Regions from separate parts of the Rattus norvegicus genome. Here regions 1 and 2 are each linked to region 3. Evidence: chromatin contacts called from public Hi-C data. All regions are on one chromosome and are shown on one strand. Each heading gives the region's core, a stretch centred on a gene start, on an enhancer-like site or on the middle of the called end of the contact. The rest is flanking DNA. Distances are from core to core; before and after follow the strand shown. Region 1 overlaps Sbf2 (SET binding factor 2). Region 2 has its middle 11 kb from the start of Ctr9. Region 3 has its middle 18 kb from the start of Adm.

The links. Hi-C and Micro-C count contacts between places; a contact is called where the count stands out from the background.
Region 1: a contact with region 3 is called in a Hi-C map of the Rat2 cell line, with 4 times the contacts expected there. The contact joins two enhancer-like sites. A contact is called at or near these places in 6 of 12 Hi-C or Micro-C datasets (the Rat2 cell line, Schwann cells, hepatocytes and 3 more).
Region 2: a Hi-C map of the A7r5 cell line shows a contact between it and region 3, with 7 times the contacts expected there. The contact joins two enhancer-like sites. A contact is called at or near these places in 3 of 12 Hi-C or Micro-C datasets (the A7r5 cell line, Schwann cells and frontal cortex).

What each region holds. Positions count from the first base shown.
Region 1 is chr1:173,936,368-173,940,545 of GRCr8, forward strand. It overlaps Sbf2 (SET binding factor 2), which reads right to left. Exons shown (of 40, transcript NM_001134970.1): 12 at 3,963-4,061. Among named protein-coding and RNA genes, the nearest start is that of Sbf2, 220 kb to the right of the region's middle. Within about 2 kb of position 1,499, at least 2 of the 93 cell types and tissues checked have an H3K27ac peak or open chromatin away from gene starts, as enhancers often do.
Region 2 is chr1:174,558,874-174,563,206 of GRCr8, forward strand. No RefSeq gene overlaps it. Among named protein-coding and RNA genes, the nearest start is that of Ctr9, 11 kb to the right of the region's middle. Within about 2 kb of position 2,383, at least 6 of the 93 cell types and tissues checked have an H3K27ac peak or open chromatin away from gene starts, as enhancers often do. A contact at or near this core is called in the A7r5 cell line, where this site is marked.
Region 3 is chr1:174,195,877-174,199,693 of GRCr8, forward strand. No RefSeq gene overlaps it. Among named protein-coding and RNA genes, the nearest start is that of Adm, 18 kb to the left of the region's middle. Within about 2 kb of position 1,750, at least 12 of the 93 cell types and tissues checked have an H3K27ac peak or open chromatin away from gene starts, as enhancers often do. A contact at or near this core is called in the A7r5 cell line, where this site is marked.

The sequences.
Region 1 (4,178 bases), core at 249-2,748, 260 kb before region 3:
TTACAGGAAAATAAAAAACACATAAAAGTCAAGGAAGTTCAGAAGACTACAGCTTGGATCTTACAAGTCCCCCAGTGACCCATATGCTAGGCTTCGTCATCAGCCATTGATGCTCCTGGGAGTGCTAAAATCCTTAGGAGTTAGGGTCCAGAGGAAGGAAGTTATATCACAAGGTATGCACCCTTGATGAGGATATTGGCCCCTTCCTGTCTCTGTTTCTTAGCTACACTGAGATGAACAGCCTCTTTTACTATGAACAGTCATCATGATGAGCTATGTCACTATACCCAAAACATCAGTCCAGCAGATTTTCCTTAAAGTCTCTGAACCATAAAGTCAATATTAATCTTTCCTCCTTGTAAGTTAATTGTTTCAGGTACTTTTTTCCAGTACTATACTGACTAATGGAGAGAAAAATGGCTGAGTCAAGGTTTCCAGATGTATGCAACCTTATATAACCTTATGACTCTTAGTCAAGGGTTAAATGAACAAGCTGAATAGTCAGCCCAGAAACAAGATTAGACATGAAAACATGATAAAACCAGGTAGCATTACAATTCAACAGCAAATTTAGATAATCCAGGGTACAAGGTACTTTTAGTTTATGTTTCTGACTTCAGAATGCCCGGGGGTTCACATCCAAGCCTGAGTACTTCATTAGTAGTATGATACGGGACAGGATGACTTGCTCATCCTCATCTGAAGTATCATAGACGTCTCGTGAGGGCTATCACCAGTTGTTATTGAGACGTTCTCATAACACAAATACTTACATGCACCCCAGGATCAATCTCAGACTATTTTCTAAAAGTCTAGATTACATTTATTTTAAAAATAGCTCATTATTACATACTTTGTATGATACCATGTGTTTAAAATGAAATGTACTCCTTTCCTTTCTAATATTGCAATACCAACTATGTATATGCTAGTAATAATAGCAATTGCACTTGTAGTAGAAGTAGCAGCAAGCCTAAAATAAATCACTTCTTAAAGAAATGATGTTGCTCACTAACAGTGTTCCTATAAACAAATCAGAAAACCTGTAAACCAAGTCTATAAGCCTTTGAAAACCCCATGCTAAAAGTTCAAAGGTGAGCCTCTCTGTCGTTGCAGAAACATTCTATAGTGAAATGTAGACCTTGAATAGATTTGGTAATTTATGACACACGTGTTTATCTGATGCAAATATACTATTTGGTTCCCTAGCTGCTGTGTCTGTGCACTACTGCCCTCTAATGGGCAGCATGTTAAGTGTAGACGAACCTATGTGTCACAAAACTGCTTGAACCCCATATCACTTGTGTGAAACAAGCAGCAAGAAAAGGAAGCTCAAGTTAGGATTTGCTATATTCCAGAAGGTCTTAAAAATATCTACTCTTCTCACTATGAATTGGTCTGGACTGGCTTCTTATGTTCCTGATTTCATTAAAAACTGTAATCTAGTTTTACAGCTGAAACCAGGAAATCAGTTATTTTCTAACAGTCCAAACCAACAAACAAATTCTTACTTGAGTTCAGAGAATGTAAATTTAAAGTAACAACCAAAGACTCAGACAACTAAACACAGTGACACGGAAACAATTTTGTGCAAGTCCACCAGAATGAACAGCCTGAGAAAGTGTGGCTAAATTCAGCCCTTTCATTGGGAGTAAATTTTAAATTTTGATGATGATTTTCAAAATCCTGATATAGTACACATAGGGAGAAGCTCACTGATTTTGTCAGATTTTTAAAAAAATTACCAACTATAAATCAGTGGTCAGGCAACATCAATTTTCTTCATTATTTGTCAGACTAAATGAGAGTATGCTTAGGATTTATAGAAAAGAAGGCCAAACACACATGTCAAATACACAAACAAAACAAAACTCCTAAGACTTACTGGAAATCTAAAGTAGGCCACAGCCACACTAGTAACAACAATAAAACAAGCATTCTTTGTTAGAGGTTATTAAATACTCTAGATTGGTTCAGATACTTAAAATTATTTAATACCCACTATTCATACCCAGCACTCTGGGGAATAACAGAAATATTCCCAAATGTAGTTGAAGACATTATTATTATTATGTGAATCACTGAAAACCAATATAATTGGACTCTTGGGCTACCTGACAGTAGATGAGACTGATGGAATGTAATTGTCTCAATTTTCTAACTTTATTAACCTTTTAATGACCGCTGACATCCATCCTGCTCTCTTAATCTTAATGCACTTTGTGTTGAGGCTCTTCTCATCTAATGTGATGAACTGTGTCATTTGCATTTGATGTGCTTCTTATTTTTGATATTACTGGCATTTTAAACTTGACAATTCTTTGTTTAGAGAAGATGTGGGTGTTGTCATGCACTGTAAAATATTTGGAAGCATCAATGACCTGTATTTACTAGCACAATAGCACAGCCTCTCCAGCTGTGCTAACTAAGTGTCTTCTGATGTTGCCCAATATGATAATGATAGAGTAAGGAAGGTTGAGTGTTTTGAGAATCAATACTTTAACAATTCCAGATAAAGAGTCTCTGTTCTTACCTAATTACTTTTATCACAGATATTAAGGCAGCATTTGCATATAATGATTAGGTAACATTATATTCATTTATTTGCCTGCTGAAATTAAAATAGCCACAAAGAGACACTACTGTACACTTTTGAGAATGACTGCAAGAAACACAAAGAAACAAAACATAAGTTATGATACTGAGTGCTGCTTAGGATAGACGGCAAATGGAACTCTCATATACTGCAGGTGGGAATACAAAATATAGACACTTAGAAAAACAACCAGCAGTTTTTAAACAAAGTTAAATGTTGTGTTACCATATATCCTGGTATCTCAGTCCTAAGTATTTATCTAAGAGGATTAAAATTTACATTTTTTGTAAATACCTGTATAAATGTTTAGGATACTCATTATTGCCAAAATTGTTATTCAGCAAGTCAACAGAGAAATAAAACTTAGGCCATCTATTCAAGTGGAATGTTACTCAAGTGGAAAGTGTCATCTCCCTTTCTATGTGACCATGGATAAACTTGGAATTCACTGTATTAAGAAATGAAGCCAAATTCAAAACACCAGAAGTACAGTGGATACACAGCATGCTTGGTTCAATCCTCAGACAAGCATACATGCATTTACAGGCAAGCAAAGAAAATAATTCACTAATATGTAACAAGGGAATAGTTAAATATTTCTGCTTTTAACTTACTGGTCCTCAAATTTCAAATGAATGTGACAAAGCAGTGACTAATGCCTCACTGTCAAATCCTTGTTTGCCTTGTCAAGTAGCTAGAATAAACAATATGCACTGGGGCCAGAGCACTAATATCAAGTTCTTCATTCTAGTTCCTTAAAACAAGTTCCCTCTGCTTCTCTTCAGATGGTGCCACATTTCCCACTTGATTTATGTTTCTTAGCAAAGGAACCACAAACTTTACAAGAAGGAGTGGTCAGCACTCATTTAGCACAAAACCACAATTCTTTAAGCATGTAGCTTCCCTGCCAGCCTAAGAATTCAGGTGGTTAGTTCACCTCATCCTGATCTTTTGATTTACAACACATCTTCTGCCCAGAGAGCATTTTCATCTTTGATTTCTATGGTTCACTGACCGATTTTCTTTCCTTCTTCCAGCTTATTTCACATTACCTCATTAATTCAAAACAACGGAGCTCAGATGACAGGCCTCAACACGCTGCAGCAGAGCACATCCTCAGTGCTGTCTAAGGTCCTTCTGATTACCAGTGTGTCTAAGCTTCCTCTATTAAACATGGCACTCAGAAGAAAACTCATGATGAGGGCAAAAGATTCATGGGGAAAGAATCTGGCTAAGACATTTTCATGATACAGTGACTGATAAAAAATGTGATACATTCTGACACACAGAAGCAAGCGTGACATCTTAGGACTGATTATCCACAGCATAGGTATTACTGCTAGAATAACAGACTACATATACTTACATTTTTGAAGAGTTGCTCAGCAAGTTCTCTGATGTGCTTTATCATCTTCAGTGGATTATTTTCTTCAACTTTAATTCTCTCTACTTCAAAAGCTACCAACTTGGAAAAAGAATCAGATGTCAATAATCAATACCTAAATATGCTGAATTTTAAAACTGGTATTTGCACACAATATGCAAGTTAAAAGCCATCTAAACTCCGTTATTTTCAAAGTAA
Region 2 (4,333 bases), core at 1,133-3,632, 360 kb after region 3:
CTCTAGCCCTCATGATTGTTAAGCCTAGGTCTTTCCCTGAGGCCTAGGGCTGGCCTGGTGGCCTAGGCCTGTCCCTGTGTCCCCAGAGCATGGATTATACGTATGCACTACCACATTTGGTCCTTTTGTTTTAGCCATGATGCTGGGGATCAGCCTCAGGTCCTCATGCTTTGAGCACTTTACCCTGAGCCATGGCCCCAGCCCAGAGCTGACTTGCTAAGGTCCACCTTGCCTATCCTACCTACTACAATGAGAACCTACCATAAGGCCCTCTTCCCTGATTTCTCCACCACTCTGGTAAAAGTCACATAAATACACAAGAACATCTGGGGGCTTAGGTCTTCACTACCCTTCTCTCCTCCAAAGAGCCTACCCCAAAGCAGATCACGTGAACAGTCTGAGTTCAATCAGGGCCACTCCCTCCTGGAGAAGCACCCACAGCTTTTGAGCCAAAGAACCCTAGACGGGAGGCTGGGCTCCACTCTATTGAGCAGAAAACATCCTCTCTGAGACATCTTCATAATCCATCTTCAAAGTCGGATAAGTAATGTTCACTCTCAGAGTAGTGAGAGAGATTGGAGGGAAGAGGAGCAGGGCGACAGCAAAGGTTTTCTGCCCTCCTAATCCAAAGGCACTGGCGGAATCTCATCTCAACCTCTGCAAAAAATTAAGATTCATGCAGAGAGCCATTCTTCTCTGCGTTTGAATTGTGTCACTTTGTTTAGAAGAAAGAGAGGCTGCTGTACATCCTGGTTCAAGCACTACTGTCTTCTCCTACATGAAGTTCCAAGAACTGCACACAGTGCCCGTGGTCACACTAAGGATCAAAAGGCTAAAAGAAGGAAAGGAGAGAAATCAGAGGCTGGCCCTGTTCCTGGCCTTCCCAACAAGAATTCTGATAGACGTTGCTCCTCATTGAGAACCCTATATATAAGTAAGAAAAGCACAATGTGAATGAATCAAAACCCCACGGCAATGTAATATCAGAACCTAAAGTCCAGAGGTGGCACAGGCTGCTCTGAGGCTCCAGATATTGGGGGTGTGGAGAAACCACTGCCAACTCTGTCTGTAAGCCTCTCATCTGCACATCCCCGTCAGCTTTTTCTGACCTGGCTTTTTGTTGGGGGTAACAGAATAGCAGCGGGCAGCTTCCACAGTTACTTCCTCCCTCTTCACTCTTCACAGAGGTGCAGTCACCAAGGTGAGGTCAAGGGGCTGGGATCGTGTTGGTGGCATTAGGTGCAAGGGCTGAGAGCTGGTTTGACCCTAGACTTAAATCACACTGTTGCTCTCTCTCTGCACGGGGACCTGGAGGTGAGGGAGAGGAGTTGGAATGTCTCCATAAAACCCATGGCAGAGCCCCCCACAGTGTGTTAGGCTGTATGTCAGTATGCATGCATGAAGGGTCATAGGTGGCATGTATGCCTTTGAGCATGTGAATGTATGTTACATGGGTGATGTCTGCCCATAAGAGTGCATGCACTTGGTTTGTGGATGTATGTTATGGTTTGCATTTATGCAAAGTATATGAGTTGGGAAACCAAAATCCTGGACTAATCAGTTTCCATGCAAGACCTTGCACTCTGGTCACTGCTGCTGTGACCTCGATAGCCCCCAGTGACCCGCTGCAAAATCCCTTTACCCAGCAGCACCCGTGATAGGTTGGGCATTTAAAACAAACACAAAAACCCCTTACCAACAAAAAGGAGGACAGAATGAAAACTAGATTAGAGAACAAAAGAAACGAAGTTATTTCTGACCATGTAAGTTCTGGGAGCAGCACTTTCACCACTCCTAGTTCCCTGCCTGACTGAAGCCAAAAGGGCCCCAAATCCTACTTGTGATCACTGTTCCACCTGAGTGTGAGGCAGCCCCGTCGTCGCGTCCATCTCCACCCATCTTCCCACCTCATTTTTCCCTTTTCCAGGGACCCACAGGAAGACACTGGCACTCAATGCTGTATCAGCAGATCTCAAAACACTCTGTCTTGACTCTGAAGGCACCAGGTTCAGCAAACAAGAGAAGCCCAGGCAGCGGTCGAGAGTTCCGGTTTTGCATGGCCCTCTGCTGCCCCCTGCTGGGTCCTGGACTACACAGCCTCTGGCTCCGCAGCAACCAGGCTCACCGATTCACCCGGCCATCACAGGCTCACCCTGCTGGAACCTGTGAAAAGTCACCTTCTTGTTCCAAGAATCCTATCCTCGATTTGTTTCTTTACAAACAAAAAGGTAGAAAGGGGTTAAGGCTACTTTACAAAGTCTCAGACCCATTAAAAGAGCTTCTCCATTCCTGAATCAAACCTGCTGAATGCCTGCTATTTGCTAGATACTATGTCAAACTAAGGATAAGAAACAAAAAAGAGGCTTCCTTGAGGCTTCTTGCCCTGAGTCAACACAGCAGTGAGTCAGGCTGAAAATTAAAAATCAAAACCAAAACCTGCTGTGGGATGGGAGGGTAAGGGGGCACGGGACGGGGAGAGCAGGAGTCAGGAGAGATGGAGCCAGGAGCACATGGGGACCAGCCTGTCCTGTAAAAGCACTGGAAGCCACAGAAGGCTATAAAGCCCGTCCCTCTTTCAGCCCACCCCTGGCTGACCCCTCTGGGCTCTGGGATCGGGCACCCTTCAGGGTCTGTCCCCCGCTCTTTTCTGTCTACACTCTCTTGCCCCATTGTCATGATTCTAAACATCTGTATGTGGGCTGGTGTCTCCATGTAGACCTCTCTGCACACTGAAGATGAAATAAACACACACACACACACACACACACACACACACACACACACACACACACACACACAAACACACACACCAACTTCAAATCTGGACCACATTGCCAGAGAGACAGCTCAGCTTCCAAGAGCACTTGTGGCTCTTGCCAGGGACCTGGGTTTGGATCACAGCATCCACACAACTCACAACCATCTGTAACTCCAGTTCCAAGGACTGCAACACCTTCTTCTAACCTTCCTGGGCATTAGACACATACATGGTGCAAAAACATCCATGCAGGCAAAATACTCACGTAGATAAAATAAGTCTAAGCACGTGTCGTAATCTGGCCATCTTTCCAAACCATCACATCCTTTATGCCCCGTTTACCATGCTCACCACACAGGCCTCTCACAGTTCCTTCAAACAGGCCAGGCTGTCCCCTGCCCACTTCAGGCATGCCACTTCCTTTGCCCAGAACAATCCTGTCGGCTCTTAATGAAGCTGATTGCGTCTTAGTCATCTAGGTAACAAGACCTCCTCTGTCTCCCCTGTACCAAGTGTCTTCCCGCACCAAGATGGATTTTGAAGTTCTAACCACTAACAAGTCTACAGGACGAGAGTACTGAAGCCAAAGAAAAGTCAGAAATCAACTCAAAAGCAGGTGATGTACTGTACTGTACAGGGAAATATCAAAACAGGGCTGAGGAGGATTGAGGTGCCATCTCCAAGGCCAGCCCAGCCCTGAGTGGCCTCCACTTTTCAGAACCCAGGGATGAGGCAGCTGCCTGCCACCTTTGAGACTACACGAGTTCTTGTCTCACTCGTTACCCCCACAGTCACTCCAGAAGGAAGAACTTTCAGATGCAGACACTAACTCATAAAGTCACTTAAAATGCCAATTATTTTATTACCGAATCCAAGAAAAATAAAGGCTCTTCTGAGATGACTATAAAACCCAGGGGCCTTAAAGAGAGAAGCCAATAAATTTGCACAAATAGCAACATTATTTGGGTCCAAAAAGAGAAGTTCACTCAAAAGACTGACTTCCAAACCAGAGAAAATATATCTCAGAAGAGACTTGTCAGAGAGTGCTTTCCTTAAGTTAAACAGAACTGGTATAAATGAGTTTTTTTTTTTAAAGAAGCCAATAGAAAGCCATGCTGAATAGAGAAATATTTATAGAGAAATAAATGGAGAAGACCCTGAACATATGGGAAGATGTTCTCCTGTGGTATAATTGAAGAAATTAACATAGTGTGTTTCCAGTTAGCAAAGTGGGAAAATAAAAGACCAAAAGCCTCTGTGGTGCCGGGAAAAGTGCCCACTCTTACTGAAGGGTGCAGGTAGAGCAATGGCTTGTGTTCTTTTTCTCCTTCCTGGGGATCAAGCCCAGGGACCTGTGCATGCCAAGTGACACGCTCTGCCACTGAGCTACATGCACAGCTTGGATGCCTCAAACTGCAGTTTCCCTGTAGAATCTATATCAAAACTCAAAAGGTTTATGTTCATTCTCCTGGCCAATCATCTCGTATGTTGTATTACACGTACATATACACGTAGATATTTCCCTTGTGTGTGTAGAGGGTTCTTCCTGACAGAATTTTTATGAGAGCAAAACCC
Region 3 (3,817 bases), core at 500-2,999:
ATAAGATAGCATTGCCTGACTGCTTTCCTCTCTCCCTCTCTTTCTTGACAGGATCTCATGGAGTTCAGACTGGCTCTGAGTTCATCATAAAGTGGACGATGACCTTCAATGTCTCATCTTTCTGCCCCCACGTCCCTAGGACTGGTATGGCAAGAATGTGCCACCGCTTCGGTATCACCAGGGTGCACTGCTGGCGACTGGCATCCTAGGCAAGCATTGAGCCACACTCCCAGCCCCAAGATTATGTTTTCTGTAGGAAAGTAAAACCAGCTCATTCAATGTCTGAAGCTGAAGCCACACATCAAGTCACAGAATATTGTCCTCATTTGCTACCCCACCTTTCCGGAGGCTCTTCCAGGCTCTGTGGATGCTGCAAGTTCAATTATGTGACTTACAAAGGGCCAAGGCTGCTAATTTTTTTGTCAACTCAACTTTCAGAAAGAAAACCCACAAGTACATCTGTTTGCAAGATCTGTTAGGATCTTAGGAACCAGATTTCCAATTTTGTCTTTTTTTTTTTTTTTTAATAAATTTTGTTCCTTTTTTTTTTTGTCATGGGGAGGAGATTTATTGGAATTGAGGAGATGGGGAAGGAAGGGAGGTAATAGAGGGAGAAGAGAGAGAGAAAAAAAAAGAGCTAAATTTTGTTCCTTTTATCAAAATTTAGCAAAATCCTCCATCCTCCTTATCCCTCCCTCCCTCCCCCATCTTTCCCTCCACCTCCATCCCTCCAACTATCCCTCCATCTTCCTCCATACCTCTACCCTCCTCTAAACGATGTGTTTCAGTTTCTTTTTTGATGGAAACAAAGCAGCTAAGTCCAAGTGTTTCTGAGGAACCTGCCCAGAGCACCAAACTGACCATTCACAATGTTTATATTTCGAGCGTGTGTGTGTGTGTGTGTGTGTGTGTGTGTGTGTGTGTGTGTGTGTGTGTGCATGTGAGTGCTGTGTGTTTGCACGTAGAGGTAGAGGTCAGACCACAATATATGGAAGTTGATTCTCTCCTTCCACCCTGTGGGCCCCCAGGATTGAGCTCAGGTCTTCAGGTTTGGTATCGAGTACTCTTATCCACTGAACTCTCATCCACTAGCAGGCTCCAGTCACGTATTAAAGGTAAACTTGGATTTGCCCTGCAAAGCAATTCAACAAAGGACTGGCCTGCAAGATCCAACACAACACTATACTGCAAACTTTCCAGCTGCAGCTTGCACATTAGAAGCCAAGCATAGGACTATGTAAGGCAAGGAAGACTTGGGGCCAAGTGGGGGAGTGATCACAGCACTGTCAGCTCATGAGCCCAGTGCTACAGCAGCTGCTGGTTTTGATGGGACTTTCTGAGGTCTCTAATGTGCCAAGTACCTCAGTTTCAGGTTCTATTAATTCCCTTTCTCAGCCCCCACACTCTAGCTTTGGATAATATAATGGAGCAAAAACACGGTGCTGTGAAAACTCACTTGTTAGCCACTCGTCTACTTCACCATGTTTTTTGAGGGCCTCTCCGATGTGAAGAAGCCATGAACTAGCATGCCCTGACATTGGGCCACAGGATATGAGAGACTCAAAGCTGGAGGTGGAGTCTGCCGGGAGTTGCTGTCTTGCTCGGCTCACAGAAATCAGGAAGCCTTCTGGCTTTGGACAGGGGCTTTTGGGAGAGTCTCTTTTTAAAATTCACAGAGCCCACTGGAGATGACTCTACACTACCCACATGACAAAATGGTGGTGAGCCATCTCTAGGCCAGTGGGGTGACTCAGATGTGATTATGCCCTAACACTTTGTTCTCATTCCGTGCCAAAGAGTAAAAAAATGTAACCCTCTGCTGCCACCTGCTGTTTCCTTTGGAATACATTATTGGAATAATCTAAGCATGTGAATTGGTCTTTGCCAAATGTCTTGAGGAACTTGGGGGATGTGAAATGTATGTTTATATAATTCTGTACCAGCAGGTCTGTTATGTGCTAGGATAAATGGTAGGGTCCCATGGGTGCTTGCTGTCTTTTAAGCTAGTTCAATGGCTGTCTGTCCCATCCATTAGAATAAGCTTGCTGAGTCTCCCTGACCCCACCAAGGACCTACAGGGCCCTGCCCAGTGAACCCCTTGAGCAAGGTTCAATCCTTAAGAATTTGGGTATCTTCCTCATAAGGCAATTATGCCATATGAGCCATGATTGAAGGCTAGTTCCCGCACAGACTGTTCTCTGAAGGGTGTGTCAATGGATAGTATTCTTTGTGAATATCCCCTGCCCTGCCCCGGAAGTGGAAATGTTCTTCCCAGTAGAGCTGGCCAGCAGGCTTCAGCTCACATTTACTTGTGACGTCTTCAGATCTTATCTTATCTTCTTTGAGGAAACTGAGGCAGGTTAAGGAATTCCCAGAGAAGTGAAGATAACGCCGCCAGGTGGGAAAATCTGAGCTCAGGTTAGATGTGGAGACAATGGTGAAGAGTTAACAGTCATAAGCTTGGATAGTTCTGGTAGAGCCTCTTAGTCATCCGACTGCAGGCACAGAGAACAGAGATCACCTGTCTTGATAGTTCTAGAAAGTGGGATTTTCCTCTTTGCCATCTTCGGGAAGATGTACTCACACACAAGATCTTCTTTCAGTTGTCATCATTGACTTGAGGATTCTCTAAACAATGATCTTTTTGTTGGCAGAGATCAATGAGCCTGTTAGATGTATTTTCATATAAATCTCTTCTTTTAAAAGTCAAATCTCGTAGTTTTTAGTTGACATAAGTATTAAGGAAATGACCCTTAATAGTTCCTCCTATCAGACTGTGTCTGATAAGACCGGGTAGGCAATGGCTCATTACTCAGTGTCTTGCGCCACAGCTCCTAATTAGGGGCACTTTTGTTCAATGACTGAGTTGATCACCTATGTGCTCATCTGCAGAAGTCCTGGAGGGGGTGGGGATCATCATGGGGGAAGGGAGGAAGGAGTAGGAGGAAGGCTTCTCAGAATTACTCAGATAAACAGCTCAAGGTAGACAAACCATAAAGTACTAGAGTATGACAAGGAGACCAAAAGTTACACTATAGAGGCTTCAAAATACAAATGTATTGCTTATGGAGTAAGTATGGCTCTTGAGAAATTAACAAGAAAGTCATAGCACTCAAAATTCCTTCCTCCCTCCCGTGTCTGGTTCTTTAATTCTTGCCCTTGTTACTGTAGTTCACAAGCCTGTGTTGTGTTTATGTTTCTTGCTTATGTCCAGTTGTTCTTCTCTAGTGTTGTGTAAAGGCTTTGGGAATGTTCTAGCCTGGTTCAGCCATGGCAAGAGGCCAGTCACTAAAGCAATATTTTCTTGGGGGCTGATGTGATCTCAACAATGGAAAGTGAGGGAACCCAAGAAGGAGGGAAACCCCTGTACGTCTGGTGTAATGGTTTCAGCTTTCCCTTCTTCGAAGGATACTCTTGTAGTTCTCAGTTCTAGAAGATTCTGGATCATTTCACTTCTCTTCTTCAGGCAGGGACACAGATGTTCAATCGATAATAAGCTAAGTGCTTACTGGTACTCTTGCTTGGAGGAGCATGGGAGCCCACCATTTCTTGCATCTGCTGTATCCTTGCTCACCCCAGAAGCCTTAGCCGAAGCTCAAAGTTCCATCTAGAAAGTTCGGCCAGCTCCTTCACTCTGAGTTGGTGGAGACAGTAGGGATAGCAACTCAAGATGATCAGAAGGTTGGACAACTGATTGGTCAGAAGGATACCATAGCTGCAGCCTGACAAATGTTCCCATACAAGGGCGTGTGTAGACTCCATGATGAGCACGTGGACAAGGCCATGCTTCTCCAACATGCTTGCCTTTTGATGAGCA